Linked DNA regions of Rattus norvegicus: region 2 is linked to region 1. The links are chromatin contacts, called in public Hi-C maps. All regions are on one chromosome and are shown on one strand. The core of a region is the stretch at or near the end of the contact, and the rest is flanking DNA. Distances in the headings are between cores, read along the strand shown. Region 1 overlaps Dad1 (defender against cell death 1). Region 2 holds the start of Oxa1l (OXA1L, mitochondrial inner membrane protein).

Region 1 (4,610 bases), core at 1,519-4,018:
GTGGGGATACAGAGGGAGTCAAGTGCCTAAGGCGAACAGTTTTAAAAGTATAAACAAGAACAGAAAGCAAAGCTGGAGATGTGTACAGCTGGCGGAGTGCCCTGGGTTCGGTATCAGTACTGTAACACCAGACACAGTGGTGTGTGCTTGTCATCCATCACTTGGGCGAAAGGCGGGAAGATTGGAACTTGATGAGACCCCATCTTAAGGTTAAAGACTCAGACGTACCGTGAAGGCATGACGTGATTAAGGTTACCAGACACCAGGATGAAGCGCCCTGAGAGGTGGATGGAGAAGGAGTTGAGCGGCAGATTGTAGCTCTGGCCAGGCCCCAGTTAACTGTTTTCATTGGCTCCCTCGAATGTAGCCTCTAGTGTGGACCGCCCTGAGTTAATGAATGCTGGGTCTAACTCAGGCGTTGTGTCCTCTGACCGCCTCACTCTGGATTTGTGAAGGCGTTTCCTAGATGAGTTAGCTATGTATTCATGAAGGGACAGTGCATTTCCAGGGTCTTCTCCAGGCTCAGAGAGACACCAAGTCATGGAAAATTCTTTTCTAGTGCTAACGTGTTTGGAGGAGGACTCGGCTTCCAGAGAACTGAGTATTTCAAAATTAGGACAAAAGAGGAAGAGCAGGCTCAGCCAAGGTGTGCAGTGCAGATCACCTACCCGGCTGGGAGTGATGGGCTGAGAGCACGCAGAATCGCCCAGTCCCACTTCAGTGGCCAGGCACTGTAGAAAACAGTAGGCTCGCAGACAAGGTGGGGAACGCTCTTGTCTGGGGTGTTGCCTCGCACATTCTCCAGAGACCTTTCACCTGGTACACCTACCCTGCCCACACACTTGTCCCATCTGTGTGGTTTTAATTCACCGCGTGTCCACTGTGCCATACATGCTACACCTAGTTTCCAAGTGAGTCCTGATGGTCACAGGAACTCAGAAGGTAGGATCAAAGGAAACAACCAGAAGCACTCAGAGCGGTGATAACACTCGTTCCTAAGACACTGGAGGTACTGACGTCCTTAGTCTGACAGGAATTATGGGCTATAGGCAGCACAGTTTGAGCAGGATTCTCATGTTTCTCCCTAGCATTCTCCTTATCTTCCAGTTGACAGATGGGCATTTAAAGAAATCTTTTAATGAATTTGAAGGTGACATTTGAAACCAGGGAGAAAAGGCAGAACAAAAGAGAATGGCATTGAGCTGTAAAAGTCAGTGTGACCCAGGAGGGCCAAGGAAGAGCAGATGAGTGCTCGGTGGGGGCTGCTCCAGTGCTTGTGAGATCCATTTTATTTCCAGGAAGCCTCCTCCAGGTAAGCCTGCCATTCCCGTTGCAGACTGGGCACGGAGAGATCAGAGAGCACCGGGAGAAATCTTTTGTTTGTTTTTGCTTTCTAGCAGGGACCCTTAGAGTAGTACAAGGTCACTTCAAACAAGTTATGTACTAAAGGATGGCCTTGTACTCCTTCCTGATCCTCCAATCCTTGCCTCCTATGTGCGGGATTATGAGTATAGGTCTGCATCTCCCAGCCCCAATTTTAGATTCCTGTTTTAATTTTAAAAAATGTATTTTTAACTTGCATATATTTGTATGTCTGTGTGTGTTAGTGCAGGTTCCCATAGCGACCAGAGGTGATGGATGTCCTGGAGCTAGAGTTACAGGCAGTTAGGAGCTGCTGGTGTGGGGTACTGAGCCTGGGTCCTTCGAAAGAGCAGTATATAATCCTAACTGCGGAGGCCTCTCTCCAGCTCCACTTTCAGGATTGGTTTGTTTGTTTTTCTAGACAGGGTTTCTCTGTGTAGTTCTGGCTGTCCTAGAACTTGCTATATACACCAGCCTGGCCTCAAACTCAGATCTACCTGTGTCTGACTCCCGAGTGCTGGGATTAAAGATGTGTGCCTCGGCCTACCTGGTTTCAGGGTGTTGGGTTGTACTGGGGAGTTAACATCCTGGGGATGTGGCTGTGGGACGGGGACAGTGAAGTAGGTACCAAGGAACAACAGAGCTTAAGTGTGCTGGCCTTCCTGGGTGGAGATGGTTGCCAGAAGCCTGGGCTGAAATTTTGTTAGTTCTGCCTTTTTAATATGGGGAGAGTCTCTTCCTATTGTCAAAATCTAATCCCAGCTAGTGCCTGAAGGCTGTGTGCGAGCGGGCTGGCAGAGCCTTTGAGCTGATAGTAGTGTTTACGATAGGCAATCCTGGCTTTTTAATTTATCAAAAGTAGTACTCAGGAGAATTACCTTGGAAAGGGACTCAAAATATATTTTTGTTTCCCATCTCCATCTTTATTTTTAATTAAGAGACAAGGTCTCCTTACCTGGAACTTGAATTTATTAGATTTTATTTTGTGTGAGTGCGTGTGTGTGTGTGAGTGCGTATGTGTGTGTGTGAGTGTGTGTGTGTGTGTGTGTGTGTGTGTGTGTGTGTGTGAGTGAGTGCGTGCGTGTGTGCCTAGAGCACATGGTGAACAGGACTGACTACCTCCCAAAGTTCTCTTCTGTGTGGGTCGTAGGGCTCACACTTGGCGTCAGGATTCAGGGAAGTGCCCATTGTCCCTGAACCAGCTTACTTGCTCTGGGACTTTAAAGAAAAAGAGTTTAAATTTATTTATGTAGTATATTTTGGTTGTATCACCCCTGCTTAGTACCCCACCACATGCTCTCTTTTTAAATTATTTTATAATCCACTGAGTCCATTTGCATATGAGCATGGTGCCATCTGCTGCAGCCTAGATGGCACCCTCTGTGCTCTGCTGCCATCTAGTGGATGCACCTCTCCTGTGCTGGGAGTGTGTCACAAAGCATGAGTTGTATTTCGGTGGAACAACAGAAGCTAGCTCCTTTCCCCGTCATGGGAGGGCAGCAGAGGCCTAGGTGAACTTAAATGCGGACCAGGGGTTTCTTTACATCGTGGCCAGGAGTGGGCAGTGCTGAGCTAGGATCCTTAGCACGACCCCAGGCTGTGTTCTCAGACCTGTGTGCATAAACTGTCGGAGTTCACAGGGGTCATTTATTCTAGACCTTTTATTGCCTCCAACTCTGAGCTCCTACTGGCAACACCTTCAGTTTTTAGTGAGTGGGTCTTATAAGCTTTTATCAGAGCCTCAGCCCTCAGGGGCTAGAAAGTCTGGCAACTTCTTTATTAAAAAGCATTAATTGACTCTTTTAATTTGTGATTGAACTCTTCTGGTTGGTCTTTTGAGGCAGAGAGCTAGAGACAGATATAGTTAGGGGTGTGTGTGTGTGTGTGTGTTTGTGTGTGTGTGTGTGTGTGTGCGCGCTCGCATGTGCGCGCGCAGCATAGAACATGGTTGAAGGACAGTGTTCAGGGGCTGCTCTCTCCTGCCATGTGGGCCCTGGGGATGGAACTCAGGCTGTCAGGAGTAGCAGAAGTACCCACTAATCTATCTCATCAGCCCCGCTTTTAAATTATTTTAAATTATTTATTTTCTTTCTTTCTTTCTTTCTCTCTCTCCCTCCCTCCCTCTCTCCCTCTCTCCTCTCCTTTCCTTTCCTTTCCTTTCCTTTCCTTTCCTTTCCTTTCCTTTCCTTTCCTTTTCTTTTCCTTTTCTTTTTGAGATAGCCTTGTTCAGTTGTACTTTTTATTTATATGCTCACTGGTTACTGAAGGGAGGACACTGACGTGGAGTTGTTTAAATAAGGTGTGCAGTGTTCTGGAACCATGCGTCTCTAAAATGCTTTGTTAGCCCCACATCTTTAGGATTCATGTGTCTCCCACTGCACCTTTACATCAGTGCGTGTAATTGCCTGCCTGCACTGTGGTGGGGAGACAGATGGGTATGCTCTGTACTTGAGGGAACTTGGCCTCCGAAAAATTTCAGTTGACTTTAGTCCTTGGTACTAAGTGCCTCAGTGGACACTTAATGGATGTTTGGATCCTAAACTCTGATGTTCACTGCTCTCTATTTTCAAGAACTTTAGAGTCATGAGATATATATATGTCATTATTATATATATTATATAATTATATGTGTGTGTTTTATATGATTATGTATATGTATACACACATACTTATAAGATTGTTAAAATACTAAACTTGCTTAAATGGGAAAGATAATAAGAGCAGTTTATAAGAAGGGATAAAGAGAGATAATCTTAGGTGTTTGGGCAAAGGCCGGCATCATTCCAGTGGTACAGGAGAGCCGTAGGAGAGTGCAGTGGGGAGAGCTGAGGTAATCTAGTAGTGGTGGGGGTGGTGACCTCACACAGCACCCAGGTCTGTGTGGAAACACCGAGTCTGCCCTACCCACAGCAGTGACCATCAGTCACATGATTGATGTTGCTTGGTGGATATCTGAAAGGGGACTCACCAACCAAGGAACTACATTTTAATTTCTTTCTTTCTTTCTTTCTTTGTTTCTTTGTTTCTTTCTTTGTTCCTTTCTTTCTTTGTTTCTTTGTTTCTTTCTCTTTCTTTTCTTTCCTTCTTTCTTTCTTTCTTTCATTCATTCATTCATTCATTCATTCATTCATTTGACACACTCTTCTGAATCCTTAGCAAGCCTTGAGCTCAGTCTATAGTTAGGGAAGACCTTGACACTTCTGTCCCTCCTGCCTTCACTCCCCAAGTCCTGGGATTCCGGACATGAG
Region 2 (4,610 bases), core at 888-3,387, 130 kb before region 1:
GAACCAGACCAAGTACCATGAGTGGGATGAACAAAAGGTGAGGATCCCTTACGCTCAACAGTCCCGGGCTCCATTTTCTTGCTTTTACTTCTTGTTCTTCAAGGATGGCCAATTGTGTCCACACAGTCCTGCTTTCAAAGGACATTAGCGTTTGCCTCTAGCATAAGAAGAATAACTTAAGAGAGCCTCTCACGGCTACCCTTCAGGCAGGGAACTTGCTTCCCACATCATGCCTCCCAGACTTCAGTCATTTGAGCATCATAGCCAGCACCCTTCCCATATTCCAAATCGCCTGCACTTGGAATCCTTTTGTGTTGTGCTGGGAACGGAACTCAGGGCTTCCCGAACTTCTGGCAAGAACACGGACCACTGGGCTAGCCCTCAGATGAAATTCTCTTTAATTCAACTTAGTTTTTTTTTTCTTTCTTTCTTTCTTTCTTTCTTTCTTTCTTTCTTTCTTTCTTTCTTTCTTTCTTTCTTTATTCTTAATAGTGGTGGGTGGGTGGGAAAGTTAGTTTTGGAGGCGGAATCTTGATTGCTCTGTAGTTCAGGTTGGGCCTTGAACACGCTAACCAAGCTCTGTTACTGAGTACTCCCCTGAGGCAGGGCTCAGGGGTGCAGAGGATCCATTTTCAGTTCCCTGCACCCTTGTAGGGCAGCACACAACCACCTTTAACTCCAGCCTCAGGGTCTCTAATGCCCTCTTCTGGTGCCCATGGGCACCCACGATCACATGCACAGTCTCACACACACACACACACACACACACACACACACACACACACACACACAACACTATATGATAAATCTCTAAGAGAAAAATCCTACTCAGGCTTCTAAGAAACAGTATTCAAAGAATCACATATATCACAAATACACAAACCCACAATCACATTTTACATTATTAGCTTACAACTACTCCCTCTGGCAGTGTCTTGAATACAAAATTTAATTCATTTTCATTGTGTGCGAATGATGTGTGTAGGCATGTATGCCACAGCATGTGTGGAAGTCAGAGACCAACTTTGTCCAGCCAGTTCTTGCCTTCCTCATTAATTAATTAATCAATTAATTAATTAAATTTTGAGACAAGGTCACACTACACAGCTCTGACTTGCTATGTTGACCAGGCTGGTTTTCAACTCAGAGATCTGTCCACCTCTGCCTCCCGAGTGCTGGGATTACTGGGACTGTGTCACAACAGGCTCCACCTTTACTTCGGTTCCAGGACTGGCACTCAGGTTACCAGGGTTGCACAGCAAGAGCTTTTTGTACAGTAGGGTCATCTTGCCTGCCCTATAAATTTCTCGTGTACTTTTAAGCATTTCCCCACTGAGTCGGCTGAGAATTTCCTTCTATTCCAAACAGGCTAATATTGTGAGGAACTGCGTGGAGTGTGAAAAGAACTCTGCTATACATTCACTGTACTCAGCAAAACAAAAACAACACATAACAAAAGAAACGGGCCAAGAAGCTGTGCTCCTTTCTTCAGCGGGAACCTCTTACCTGGGCTTCTGCAAAGAGGGCAGCAGATGTACTGATGCAGCGAGGGGTTAGGACGGCGAGAAGAGCGTAGTGTGGCCGCCCACTACCCGAGCGGGCTGCGAGGAGCTTGGTTGCCAGCGGTTTCAGGGACCCTGCGACGCTGTGGAACTGACCGAGTGAAAGGATAAGGGAAGGCCTTAAGTCCCAGCCGACCCGCCTCTCCCGCCGGCAGCCTGCTGCAGCAGTCGGGGCACTGCAACTCTGCTCGCACTGACTTCAGGCCCCGAAGGCATGCACTGGAGCGTGCAGGGTGGAGCTCGGGCCCTGGTCTCCCGCATCCTGTTACGGAAGCCCGGGGATGGGGCCCAGAGGTCACGGCTCAGGGTCGAAAGCAGTTCCCAGACAGCTACAGAGAAACCGGGCCACCAACCCCGGGACGTAACCCGGTGGTGTCCTCACGCGACCCGAGGTCATGACACGCAGGTCCCAGTGGCCGGGTCAGCATCTGCTCGTGACCTCAGCTCAAGTGACAAGGGCAAGGCAGCATCCCTGCACCATGGACGGAACCTTACCGAACGCGGGGGCTGTAGGAGTCGCAGAAGCTGCCAGCGACGGCAAACTGAACCCATCGCCATCTTGCCGGGAAGAGAACTTACTCTCGCGCATGCGCACACAGAACTTTGAAGTTGCGGGAGAGGCCATTTTGGAAACGGGCAGGAAGTCAGACCTGTCGTCACAGATCGAGTAGGGAGAGAGAAGGAAGCGAGGGGTGGAAACTGAAGTTGTTAAAAAAAACATCAACTAGATTACGCAGATATTGAAGCTAAAAGACACGTTGGAGACCGCTGTTAAGTAGCAGTGTAAACATAGTATATTTCCCGTTTTCCCTTCCATTTGCCAACCTGTAATTGTTCCCTGATTTTTTTTGTGTTAGCCTTTACTCTTGAAATGGTTCCTCAAGTCTATAATCCCAGCATTTGGGAGGATTGCGGGGAGTTCGAATCTTGGTTACCTACTATGTATAAAGCCAGCCTGGACAGCAGAAAGAGACCCTGTCACAAGAAGATAACAAAGAATCAAAACCTCAAACTAGAAATAACCCCACAAACAGGCAAACCAGAAAGGCAAAAAACAGTGGCATGGGTTTTTTCTTACTGCAAGGTAATACTGTAGTGACAGATCCAATGAAATTCGAAAGTAGCCTGGAATCGGACAAAGCTATAGCGAAGGCAGCTTCCAGGAAATAGCTGGCTGTGAGGAGACTAAAGATGAAAGTTGAACTTGATGCCTTGGATCTGCTGTTTCAAGCTTGTTGTCATCTATGTATAGATTTCGTTGCGTATTTCTTGAAACTAAAAGCTTCCGTAAAGTAAAGCATGAGACGAAGCAAGCTGGGCATGGTGTTGCATGCCTGTGACTCCAGCATTGAAAAGGAAGCTGATGCAGGGAGGTGGTGAGTTCAAGGCCAGTGGTGTTACAAACGGAGCCCTTAAAAATAATAAATGTGGGGCTGGGGATTTAGCTCAGCGGTAGAGCGCTTGCCTAGCGAGCGCAAGGCCCTGGGTTCGGTCCCCAGCTCCGAAAAAAAAAAAAAAAAAAAAAGAAAAAAGAAAAATAATAAATGTAACATGAAAAATAAGCTACTGCTGGGGAAGGAGGGAGTTGATCACATATAGTTCTTCATATGCTGCTAGATACTCTGGAGGAATAAAAACTTAAAAGTTTTTGTATAGATTTTTGTGTGTTGTGTGGGTGTACATTCCTGGAGGCCAGAAGAGGGCGTTGGGTCTCTCTGAGCTAGTTAGAGGTGTTTGTTGCATGAGTGCTGGGATCTGAACTCTGGTATTCACTATGGTGCAGCAAGTACTCTTAACCACTGATACGTATTTATTTTGCGGAGCGTGTGTGTGTGTGTGTGTGTGTGTGTGACCTTTTTCGAGTCCCTATGGACACTAGGTAAGTGGGTAGTACACATACATAGAAGAAAGCACAACACTCATATTATTATTTTTTTTAAGTCAAATATTGTGGGCACAGGCCTTTGATATCAGCACTCAAAAGGCAGAGGCAGGTGTGTCTCTCTGTGAGTTTGAGACCAGCCTAGTCTACATAGTGAGTTCTAGAATAACCAGGACTACATAATGAAACTTACTGTCTTGCTCTGTCTCAACAAACAAGCAAAACAAACAAAAATATCCTAGAAAATTTGATTTTCTTTTTGTTTGGACAAAATTGAATATATACTTTAAGGAAGCCAATATAATCTAACGATTTCAACAATATAATAGTCCCATTATTTAATACCTGATAAAATTTAATAGGCATGAAAAATGAGGGCTGGAGAGATGGCTCAGCTAACCTGAGTGTGAGTCCCAGCACCCATACAGGGGGCTCACAACTGTCTCTATTTCCAGTTCCTGGAGATCTGAAACCCTCTTCTAGTCTCCTCCAGTATCAGGGACTCCATGTGGTGCACAGACAAATATTTAGATAAACACTTATACACATAAAATAAAAATAAATGATTAAAAAAATCTGAAATATCTGCCACTGCCAGTGGTGGTACACGCCTTCAATCCCAGCACTTTAAAAGCAGAGGCAGGAGGATCTCTGTGAGTTCGAGGCCAGCCTGGTATACAGAGTGAGTTCCAGGACAGCCAAGGTCACACAGAGAAACTCTGCTTATAAAAACAAAGTAAAATGAAAAAAAATCTGAAATATCAATAGGAGCTGAGAAAAATTAAACAAACCAACCCAAAAATAAGAGATGGTGAATTAGCAAAAGGATGCTATAATGCCAGGTGTCGGGGTCAGGGTTTAAAGGGTGATATGTGTGTGTGTGTGTGTGTGTGTGTGTGTGTGTGTGTGTATGTGTGTGAGATTATATTATATATAATGAGAGCCAGAAACAAAAATCAGAGGACTTAGACTGAAGACACAGGGTATTAACTGGGGATGTAGCTCAGATGGTAAAGTGTTGGCCTAGAATGCACAAAACCCTGGGTTTGATCCCAGCACTAAATATACAGGGCATGGTGGCATATGCCTGTCTTCCCATGATTTGGCGGTAGAGGTAGGTAGATCAAAAGTTCAAGGTCATCCTTGGCTGTAGAGTAAGTCTGGGC

What was found. Hi-C and Micro-C count contacts between places; a contact is called where the count stands out from the background.
Region 2: a Hi-C map of psoas muscle shows a contact between it and region 1, with 2.4 times the contacts expected there. The contact joins the promoter of Oxa1l here to the enhancer-like site in region 1. A contact is called at or near these places in 10 of 12 Hi-C or Micro-C datasets (the A7r5 cell line, Schwann cells, frontal cortex and 5 more).

The regions. Positions count from the first base shown.
Region 1 is chr15:31,648,884-31,653,493 of GRCr8, reverse strand. The region is part of intron 2 of Dad1 (defender against cell death 1); the gene reads left to right. Among named protein-coding and RNA genes, the nearest start is that of Dad1, 16 kb to the left of the region's middle. Within about 2 kb of position 2,768, at least 12 of the 93 cell types and tissues checked have an H3K27ac peak or open chromatin away from gene starts, as enhancers often do. A contact at or near this core is called in kidney, where this site is marked.
Region 2 is chr15:31,781,252-31,785,861 of GRCr8, reverse strand. It overlaps Oxa1l (OXA1L, mitochondrial inner membrane protein), which reads right to left and starts at 2,137. Exons shown (of 10, transcript NM_001168583.1): 1 at 2,058-2,137; 2 at 1,507-1,653. The coding sequence starts at 2,120.